Regions from separate parts of the Zea mays genome. Here region 2 is linked to region 1. A link is a contact called in public Hi-C data. All regions are on one chromosome and are shown on one strand. The core of a region is the stretch at or near the end of the contact, and the rest is flanking DNA. Distances in the headings are between cores, read along the strand shown. Region 1 holds the start of LOC100217229. Region 2 holds the start of LOC100191817 (Putative glycerol-3-phosphate transporter 4).

Evidence for each region. Hi-C and Micro-C count contacts between places; a contact is called where the count stands out from the background.
Region 2: a Hi-C map of ear shows a contact between it and region 1, with 3 times the contacts expected there. The contact joins the promoter of LOC100191817 here to the promoter of LOC100217229 in region 1. A contact is called at or near these places in 4 of 25 Hi-C or Micro-C datasets (ear, leaf, tassel and 1 more).

Annotation. Positions count from the first base shown.
Region 1 is chr5:195,078,503-195,084,053 of Zm-B73-REFERENCE-NAM-5.0, reverse strand. It overlaps LOC100217229, which reads left to right and starts at 3,524. Exons shown (of 9, transcript NM_001359707.1): 1 at 3,524-3,598; 2 at 3,793-3,856; 3 at 3,939-4,009; 4 at 4,146-4,227; 5 at 4,338-4,453; 6 at 4,569-4,709; 7 at 4,817-4,843. The coding sequence starts at 3,548. LOC100274270 (50S ribosomal protein L19, chloroplastic-like) reads left to right here. Exons shown (of 4, transcript NM_001148634.1): 4 at 1-246.
Region 2 is chr5:195,246,991-195,252,812 of Zm-B73-REFERENCE-NAM-5.0, reverse strand. LOC100191817 (Putative glycerol-3-phosphate transporter 4) reads right to left here and starts at 4,221. Exons shown (of 3, transcript NM_001137241.1): 1 at 3,256-4,221; 2 at 1,995-2,543; 3 at 1,573-1,876. The coding sequence starts at 4,156. The coding sequence ends at 1,839.

The sequences.
Region 1 (5,551 bases), core at 2,275-4,774:
TTGTTGTCAGTGTACAAAATTCATACTAGCACCTTGTTATTATGAATTTGCAAATACAAGGTTATGTACTCTTGTGCGTCGAGTTTGTGATGAATGATTGTTAGGTCATTCTTAATTGGAGTTTCATACTCATTAAATATGGTGATACATCATCATGCTTGGTGATATGACAATGTAATTAAGAGTAGAGATATAGAGAGAGTTTGGTGTGAGATGATAGAGTTTCATGGGGATGAAACCCTGCATACATGATTATTTAGTTTAAATCTAATGTGACAGCATTGAAAATAGTGCATTAAAACTCATCACTGAGAATGACTTTAGGAGATGATTCCCTTTGATTGAGTTTGGACAGTAACCATTGAGTGTGTGTGTGTGTGTGCAATATGTCTCTTGGTTGTGTTTGTGTGCAGGTGTGGAACACAAAGTGGTCGACACCTGTATTAGCTTGTGTAGTTAAGTGGAACACAAAGTGGTCAATACCTCTTCAATTTAGCTTGTATAACTTTGCTAGTTGAGTAGTGCTAGTTTATTGCTAATGTTGCTTAGGCTTTGCATGTTTTGCTCACTAGTATGTATAGGAGCTTTCGATGTGTTTAGAGTACTAGTTGTACATGTTTGTGTGAACTTGCTAACTAGAATTGTTTAGATTACCTCTCATTATCTCATCATCTTAGCTGCTTGACTTAGGATCTTTTGTAAGGTATTTATGATAAATAGAGAGATGTAGTCTTGCTTAGACCATTTAGTCTAACTATTTGTTTATATTGGTTAACTGACATAATTAGTTTTAGAAAAGGCTATTTACCCTCCTCTATTTCTCTTTCTCGAACCTATAGTAGGCTAGAACGGATTTGCATCTAAGCTAGACCGTGTTGGCGTCCTGAGTAGCCAGGTTTGCATCTAGGCTAGGCTAGATTTGCTATGTAAGGGTGGTAATCTAAGCATGCCAATCTCCCCTACTCGACTAGATGGACTTTCTGGACTTGTTTGGGAGCAAGTGGATTTAAATAGTAAGAGGGTTTAATCCCTCTGTTCTCTTTGCTCCCAAAGATGCCCTCTATGAAATTTGCTTCTCGAAGGTGTACGGATTTGCATCTAAGCTAGACCGTGTTGGCCGGATTTGCATCTAAGCTAGACCGTGTTGGCGTCCTGAGTAGGCCAGGTTTGCATCTAGGCTAGATTTGCTATGTAGGGGTCGTAATCTAGGCATGCAAAGCTCCCCTACTCAACTAGATGGACTTTCTGGGTTTATTTGGAAGCAAGAGTATTTTAATCTCTCCGTTCCCTTTGCTTCCAAACATGTCTATGAAATTTGCTTCTCGAAGGTGTTTTTGAGCTTTAGGTGTCCATTTTTTTATTCATTATTGTAGGAGTTTTGTGTGGTGATAGGAAACTTTGTTAAGTCTTCAAATTACCGGTTAGTTGATATGATTTAGTGTTTAGCTCTTGTTTCATTCAGATTAGGGTCTGTTAGGTTGTTCGAGAATATAACCTGGAATAATTCCAGCTGATCCAACCTTAGACTAACAATCCTGCTATGAATAGTTGCATATCACAGTTCTGTGATAACCAAACGGACCCTGAACCCTAAACTTTGTTAATTAGAGAGCTTGATTTTTGAGTTTAAGAGAATATTTGCCGATGCTTTGGTTTTACCGTTGTGGGTGAGTGTTCTGTTACATTAAGAGCATGGAATCACTAGTTGGCTTGGTATTTTACTTGTCAGATCTGAAGTTTTTTGGAAGGTGCCTAGGACAGTGGCCATTCGAATTTTTTTTATCGGCATCAATTTATCCTTCCCGTGGAAATTAGTTACATCCTTTTATGAGGATCATGGTTTCCCACGTACATGTGTAATTAATATATGTACGCATGTGTTGGTATCTGAAAAAGAATGCTTGTCCTGTCGTGGGGTGGGACATACGTATGACTGTATTTTTGTGGATTAGCAGCTGACGTGACTAGTCGTAATAAATTGGTGGCTGAAGACCCAAAGTCCTTTGCTGGACAGAACATGTTTGTTGATCCTTCAATCACTTCCATATAATCCCATCTAGTTTATAAAAGACTATGCGTCAAATAACATCAAATGATCTCTAGCTGAATTGATTAGGTGGTCTGAGTAGCACTCTTTAAGTCCTGAGTTTGACTCCCCGTAAGAGCAATGAAAGAATTTCATGTTGGGGCTGTTTGGTTCAGCTTTTTTCTGACTAGCTTTTCTGAAAATCTGGCTGTGGGGAGAATCTGGCTGTGAGAAGAATCTGAGTATCATTACGATTACGTGTGGAGGAAGATAAAGTTGTTCATAGGGCTCAAGATCTAGAAAGTGACGGATTCCTACTATTACAACGACTCAACCGATTATGTGTTTATGTTGATTTTAGATGGTTTTTGCTCTAACGAATTTTATAGAAGCTGACTGAAAAGCTGAGCGTTTGCAGTCCGCAGAAGCTTTTGGTGGCCAGAAGCTGGCAGAAGCCGAAACAAACAGGCACGTTGTTTCTTGTCCGTCCCACACTAAAACAGAGGTCTACACATCTTAATATATAATACCGAGGGCTTTAACCTGAGGTTGAGTTTTTTTAGATTAAATGACACGGGAGTTCTATTTACTCGTAATCATGTTTATTTGGCTTTAATCCGTACCGGTTTCTATATCGTTCTTGTCTCTATAAATTGTAACTGTAGCAGTCCAAACAATTGGCTTCAACTCCACCCGCCATGAAAATTGCTTTGCTTGTTTTCGCGCACAAGGACCAATCCTTTTTCTCCAATCGATCTTCAATTCTAGTTCACTACTACTTCACAGCACCAAAATTTCGGTTTAAGATTAGCTCGTTTTTTTCTTCTTAAAGCAACAACTGGGAATCTGGGACCCCTCACAATCTTCTTGGTGACTAGATTGTTCCCTGTCTGACAGTGACAAGAATGATTGATAATCTCATCTGGTATCCATAAAAAACTGTACGAGTCCCTACCACAAGTAGAGTACAGGTCACGTATGCCCCAATGGTTTGTAGGTGATAATGCAGAGTGAAACTACCAATGTTTGTTTAATACTTCAATCAGACAAGAATATTCTTGAGTATTTTTCTGTGTACTTCCCGCTCTGTACTGTATGTGGATTCATGCGAATAAATGCATATATTTGTGGCACTACAAGTACCGTGTCCGTGACAGCAGCACAGTCTCACAATTTTCTTATATTTTAGGAGTTCTAATGATGGCTTACTGTTTGTGCTAAATAGCACCCAAAATACTCGTTCCTAAATTGTTTTTATCAGAGTATTGTAAATGTGTTCATGGCATGCAAAACAACGTACATACACTACTAAAATGAAAGTTAACAAAAAACACAAAAACCATGCCTTTCCAGTCCTGGAAACAGCATTCTAAATAAAGTAGCATAAATCACCAACCACCAATAATAAAAAAAGAGGAAAAAAAGAGAGAGAGAGCAACCCTGTTCACAAAAATAAATGGAACCCCAGAGAGAAGAACTGCCACAGTGCCACGGGCCCAAGAAGTGAGTGCTGCCCCGTCAATGCCGCTGGGAGCCAAGAAAAGCAAGGCAAAGCAAACTGCAGACCCATTGGTTTCTCTCTTTCCTCCTCCCCTCCCGACTTCTCCAAATCGCCGCCTTTTGTTGATTTATCTATTTTGCTTGCAATTAGTTTTTGGAAAGCAAGGTTCGGAATCCGTTCCAAACAGAACGTCATCACTTCCCTCCCCCCTTTTAATGCAGCAGTATATTCATCTTCTGGCTTCTGTTTCTGTTTCTTTGATCAGGTGGGTGCAATGGGAGGTAGCGGAACGCTGATCTCGGTTTACCCCGAGGAGCTCACCTTCTTGTGTAAGCTGTGTGGATTTATTGATATATTCGTTCGCATTGCGATTGGTTAAATTTCTCCTCCGCGTTGAATTCTTGCGCGTAGTTGAGCTGGAGAAGCCGTGCTATTGCAATCTCAAGGTGGTGAACAACAGCGAGCATCATGTCGCATTCAAGGTCCATGTCTTCCCTGTCCCGTGAAGTTCACCTCAGAATCTCCGCGTTTTGCTCGCTGAAAATCGAACCAGGTTTGATGTTGAGATGAGAAGAAAACTAGACTAGGTCTGGTCAAATTTGCCCCATTTATTTTCAGGTCAAAACAACATCGCCGAGGAAGTATTTCGTCCGGCCGAACGCGAGCATCGTCCAGCCATGGGATTCTTGCACAATAACGAGTAAGCACCTGTTTCTCCATGGACCATGGCTATGTTTAGCATCCTCCGTTTGGATTTCGATGTGTGAGTGTTTGTGTCTCCCTGCCTTCTCTCCCATCTGGGGGGTACAGTTACGCTGCAGGCACAGAAAGATTACCCACCAGACATGCAATGCAAGGATAAATTCTTGATTCAGAGCACGAAGGTGGCCGCCAGTACCGACATGGATGAGATCCCCCCTGATACGGTGAGCAAGAAGTGCAGAACAAATTTGTAAGGTTTATTAGCGTTGCATTATCCCTATAGTGAAATGATGTCCACAGCCACACGCTGCTATACACGGTTACATTACATGTGCGCAGTTCAACAAGGAAGCTGATAAGGTAATCGAGGAAATGAAGCTCAAGGTTGTCTACACATTACCTAGCTGCGGAGGTTCAGATGACTCTAGCGTATCATCTTTAGGAAGCCGGAGCTTCAAAGCAGCGTCTGACGATCTGATGGTGAGACTGTGGCAGCTCTCTTCTGATATGTATGGAACTTGTGATTCACTTATAAATTTTCAGTTGTAACTCTTACTGTTGATCGTATCTTTGGCCGTACTTTTCAGATGCTGAAGAATGCAAGCCTTGAAGAGGTAATACGCTCTATGCCAACAATTCTTACCATTTTTTTTACTTTGGGACTTCACTGAAAACAAGTGAATTCATCACTTTTCTCTGACGAATTCATAGAACGAATAGTTTTGCTAACTTGAATGTTATATGCTTGAAGCTTTTTATCATGATTTAACATCGTGTGGCACATGAACAATCTGTTTCTTTACACATTGATTGTGCATTGAGAGAACAGCTACTTCTTTCACGTTGGATTCTTAAAGCTATATTGGGATAATGTCATGGTGGCATTGATTATGTGGAGCGTGTCAAGTGCAAGTCTAAAGAAATAGGAAGATGTTGAAGCAACATGATTTGACAGTTGAAAAGTCATAAAGTTGATCATGGGGGAAAGGTACCTATAATTGGGAGGTCATAATTGAGGGAGGGAGGGATGCCCAGAAGCCCATGAGCATGTTTCCTTTAGTTATGCTCTGCGGACAAAATTTGGATCTTTTTCTCCCCTTCCTATTGTCCATTCCAACCAGAGTACCTAGCTCCCTTTAAACCGATGGACATGTTCCAGGTTTCTAACTGAAAATTCAGAGAACAATCGTGGGTTATCCAAAGGTATTGTTTCATGAAGGAATCTCATTGCAACAGGAAGTTTGTGCATTAGCACTGATCAAGACTGTATGAACGAGTAAACATCCTTTGGGACAACTTGGTCATTTTTTTCTCACGAAGTT
Region 2 (5,822 bases), core at 2,972-5,471, 170 kb before region 1:
CCTCAATGATCTAGCGACCATAACATCTGGTATCAGATAGCTTGGGTTTCAATCTGATCCCATGGCTTCTCCTGCCAATTTCGCGGCGGCGTCCTGCCAACCGGTGTCTCCATCTCCATGGGTTACGCCGCATGCCACCTTTGTCACGCCGTCCTGGCAACCGGCGTCCCCATCTCCATGGGCTGCACCGCATGCCACCTTCGTCACGTCACCCTGGCAACCGACGTCCCTATCTCCATGGGCAGCATCGCCTGCCAATTTTGTCAACACATCCTGGACGTCGGCGTGCCCATCTCCAGGGACAATGCCAAATTTCTTCACATCATCTTCGTTGACGGCGTCTCCATCCCCATGGACGACACCACTAAGGGCAACCATGGCTCAATAATCACCAGCTCCATCGATGGGGGACTTGTGGACCAACATAAGGGTTGATCTCGCAAAGATGCAAGCCACGCTCCAGAAGGTTGAGCAAGGGCTGCTGCAAATCAAGGCAGCAGTGCAACATGAGCAGCACCAGCTGGCGTTGTCCGCACGGCTCCAGACGTCCGCGACTGTGGGCATACAAGCTGCTGCTCGTGGCTTCCTTGCACGACGTAGAGTGCGGGAGATGCGTCGGCATATGCTCGAGGCTGCCTTAGTGACGGTTGACCTCGGCAAACGGGTGCGCGACCTCACCCTGTCAGACGGCCATCAGCAGCGGCACCGGGTCGCTATCTCCAAGTGCGAGCATGGTACGGTCCCACGGGCGACGAACTTCAACTCTACGGCAACGGCGGTGGGGAAGGCACTCCCCTCGTCATCGGCAAGGGCGCACTATTTAGGGCCACCACATTCCGCTACCGGCCGTCACGAGGGCGCCACCACTGGTTATTGTTGCGACCTGTTCCAGGTGCCCGTCCATGTGCTCCCCTTTCGTCTAGATGGCGTCCATGGGATCCAGGTGGCTGCACACGTGCAAGTCCAATGCGCGGAGGGTGTCCGCCTTATCTTATGGGGTCAAAAAAATCAGATTCGAAATAATAAGATAAACCAAAATGTAAAAGGCTTGTCTTCTAGATGTCTGGTTTTGGATCAAGTAGACTCGATCTTTGAGCACCCGTCATGCTGCAGCTCGAGGACGAGCTGCTTGTCCAGGAGGGGTGTAGTGTCAGGGCCTAAGGAGGCCCACGGAGGGGTTGCGGTCTGAGGGGATTAGATATGGATAGTTAGAGATAAGATTAGAAGATTAGTTGGGATTATTTAGGAGATTAGTTGAGATTATCTAGTAAGGTTATCAGTTATTAGTTTGTTGAGAGTTTTTAGGAGAGTTTTAAGGAGATAAGGATCTATAGCTAGATAGAGGCAGCCAGTTGACCTATTTATGTAATCAATGGATGAGAAATAAAGTAGGCAACAATTAGAAGGGAGAAACCCTCCTTTTGCTCGGCCGTGGACAGAGACCCCGGCCAACGTTCCTACCCATCGATACACCTCTATAATCTCTCAATGATCTAGCGACCATAACAATTTCACTGTCAAGTCATTGTTCCATCTTCCTAGGTTCATCTAAACCCCTGAAGTACAGCTGATATGCGTAAAGATACACAGTATATTCTTACACAACATATTGGTGTATCTAAAGATTCTACTGCAAATCTACAATGGACTATACCATCATTTTTGAGAAAATAGATTGTATCCCGCTCATGTTTGTTTGCTCAGATCAATAAGCATTAGGGACAGAAACCGTTTCCTCGTCATCGTCTGATTTGTCTTTTCTCCAGAACCATCACACTGCCTCACAACAACACTACAAAACTGTGTCGCACTAGGAGCCGCACCGAAAGATCTCCCCGTCAACTTTCGTCCACTAGAAGTGGCTGAACACCAGGATCTATCAGACAAGGAGCAAGGAGAAAATCAGCGCAATTATACCAACTCACTAAACTTTTATGATACTATGATAGTATTTAGAATGGGACATATCCAACACTTCTGCCTATAGTCATTACCTGCATTTCCATTCTGCGCGTTAGTCGAGCGATCTCTCCACTTCTGGATGATCTGAGGAATTTCTGTTTTCACATGACTTGACAACAGCACAGCAGCAACCAGTGCACAGAGTGCAAGCATTGTGAATACTAAATCCCATCCTTTTCTTGAAATGAAGCCCGTTATGAATGGTCCTAGTGCAGCACCAAGAGATCCTGTCCCATCTATAATTGCGGTTACCGTGGCCAATGCGCGAGAATCTCCTTTAAGAGATTTGTGAGTTCCCAAATCAGCAGAAACAGCGGTTGTTATCAGAGCATAGGGTCCATTAACAAACAGGCCACTGATCATCATCAAGCCAATGTTTGTCGCTTTTGAGGTACTACCATATGCATGAAAGAGGAAAAGAGATGGAATCGCCAAGTACATGAAAACGGCAGCAGTGGTTGCCCTAGCATTAAGCTGGTCAGATATGAAGCCGGCCAGAACTCCCCCAACTATTCCACCTACATCAAACAAAACTGATAGATATCCTGCAGATGCAGCTGACATATGCTCGTCTCCAATAGCTGGGAAAAAAACAATGTTAAAAGAAGTGCCATTTTAAATGTCAAATCGAAATATGAAGTTTAACTGCTAATAAAGTTCAGATGTCCTGCACAGTATCAGTAATTCCACAAAAAGAAGAGGTTACATTTTACAAGGCAACCACGCAAGTCATCTGGAGACACTACAATGCAGTGTGGATAATACAGATGCATTTGACTTGAAAACACCAAGTTGTATTCAGATAAACAGAACAGCAGGTAAATGTGAGTCATGGTATATTCAAATAAAGATGCAAGTCACGTTATTGTTAGTCCATTCCTAATTTCAGTAAAAGAAACGATCAGCTTTGAACCTCTGACAAAACCTATACAGAGACGCACACTGGATACGCTGGGCAAGGATAAACTCGTTATCTAGCAGAACATAAATTCTTTCCATTTTCCCTTTTTATGTGCCATATATTTCTTGAACGCCTGATATACTTCAGAGCATAATACTACAGCTGCAGCATTAGCATAGCAACATGCATCTACAATGTAAGTTCATGTCCACCCCAATCGAAATTCAATCACAAGCAAATCTGATAGCTTCCATCAAGAACCATATCAATCTAACCAAATGCAGAGCAGGAAGCTAACAATTCGTACCAATATAATCTAATATGATAACCGCTGTGGCCAATTCTAATCAATAAGGAACAAACTCATTGACAGAAAAAAAACATGGGCTTACCAGTCTGGCTCAAGTAGAATGGGAGCCAGTACAGAAAAGTGTACGCAACTAGTTTGGCGAAGAAGAGACAGAGCGCGAAGATGACGACACCGGGAATGGCCAGTGCCTTAAAAATTCCGACGGCATCCCGTCTGTCCTTCCCTGCGGCACTAATGTCCTCCCCGTCGGTGCTCTCATCAGTGACAGGTTCTTCAATCGGCGACGGGCCGAAGCCGACGTACTGGGGGTATGGCGCGAGGAAGAACAGCACGAGGACGCCACCGAGCGCAATGAGACCACCGGGGACCACGAACGACCATCCCCACCCGTACCCAAGCATGGCTGCGGCGACAAGCGATCCGGTGATGTTCCCCACCGAGGTGTGCGCGTTCCATATGCCCATGATGAGGCCACGCCTCCGGCCGCTGAACCAGTTGCCCACGATGGCGACGACGGAGGGCCAGCCCGTGGACTGGAGCAGGCCCGCAATCACCTGGGCGACGACGTAGAACGCGAGCGAATGCTGGCCTAGGAAGTACCCGGCGCCGAAGAGCGCCACCGCGGCGCCGCTGGTGACCATGCCGAAGGCAAGGAAGCGGCGGAGGTCGAGGCAGTCGCCGAGGTGGCCGGCGACGAACATGCCGAGGGAATAGGAGGTGAGGAAGGCGACGTCCGTGGCGCCGAGGAGCGCCGGGTCGGCGAAGGGCGGCCACGACCGGGCGAGCTCGCGCTTGACGATGCTGGGCGGTTTACGGGAGGCGTGGTAGAGCGCGTAGGCCAGGAAGGTGAGCCCCAGGACGAGGGCGCGGTGGGTGTTGTAGGAGAGCGCGGGCAGGGATCGGAGGCCGCGCGGCCCACGCCCACCGCCGGCGAGGCGCGGCGGCTCAGGCGACGGAACCGCCGGTGCCGGCGGTTTCATCATGGCGGTGCGGTTGCAGTGGAGGTCGCGACTCGCGAGGGCCGGAGGGACAATGGCCGGTGGGGCCGTGTGGAAGGCCGGAATGATGGGGGAAGAGAGAGGACGTGGCGGGGAGACGGGTCGAGGCGCTGGACACGCGTCCGAGTTGGTTATGGGCTCGACTCCACTGTCTGCTGATCGGAAAACGAAGGCTCCCTTTCAAATGTTGGGATTTTTTTTTCTGTTTCGTACGTTTTTTCTATAGAAATGAACTAATTTCTGTATTTTTTTGAAATTCCTATATTTTAAAGTAGCTCGAATTTAATGGGAGTTTCCTTCGGAGCACATTGGAGTTTGGCTCCTGTTTGCCTTCCATTTTCTGCGCCTTCAGTCACGCACCATGCGTATTCACAAGTACGTATGTTGATGTGGGTGGTTTGCTTGCTCCTTCCACTCAGGCCCTGTTGGGTTTCAAAATAATTAGAGCAGATTAAATCCCCTTTTATTTATTTTTAATTAGAAAGAGATTTAATTCCTTTTAATCCTCTTTAATCCCTCACTAATCGAACAAACCCTTAAAGTTAAAGCGTTGTTGATTTATGCCTTTCTAAGTTTGCTATTCAAGTATTATCAGACTTTTTGGCTAGTTCAGAAGGATTTGCTCGGATTTATTCTCACAGTTAGAATCTGTATTCTAATAAACGCAGGATCTGGATTTTGGATGAAAAAATTAAGATGTTTTTGGGCCCCATCCTCATAGTGATTACTGTTATTACTCTATTCGCCAAAATAACAGTTTAACCTTATGCTAGTCGGTGGTACATTGTTTCCGTTTAATCTGCTGTTTCTACCGTTTAAATAGCCATTTTACTCATTTAGGTCCGTTTAGCTTAAACAACAGCTAAACGACAAGTGACCATTGTTTGCTATTTACAACACAACTTATCGCATAGTGAAAATCTTTAAATAGTAAGTTTAAGATAGATAGTTCGATTCTAGGTTTGGTCTAAGGCCCTGTTTCAATCTCGCGAGATAAACTTTAGTAGCTATTTTTTAGCTACTTTTAGCCATTTGTAATCTAAACAGAAGAGGTAATGTTGGTAATTAAAGCTAAACTTTAGCACTTCAATTCATATAGCTAAAGTTTAGCATGAAGCTAAAATTTATCCCGTAAGATTGAAACGGGGCCTAAGTGTTTGTGATGTATTAAAAAAGCAAAAGCAATTCATAATTTAGAACGATAGAAATAGAAAAATTAAATCCTAATGTTTTTTTCTTTTTTTTCTAAAGGAGGATTTAGGGCCTGTTGAGCACTAAAAAGAGTCGTCGGACGGTCCGGCCTTGAGGCCGGATGGTCCGCGCCTGTGGGTCGAACGGTCCGCGCAAGCGCAAAACAGATTAGGGTTCCGAGTTTCTTGCTATGTTTGTTGGCGAGAATCTCGGGATAAGCTCGGAAATTTGTTGGTAACAGATCTAGCCCCCTCCTCTATAAAAGCAGAGGAATACGACCGATTTAATCAATCAATCGAACCCTCAATCAATACAATTTACATTTATTCTTAGGAGTAGTTCTAGGTTAGTCTTTCAATCCCCAAATTCTTCGCTTCTCTTTGACTCTACGTCGATTAGAGGAGTCTAGGTCGGCCTGCCGAGCCTAGACATCACCTAGGATCTCTCCTCCCCGACGGGG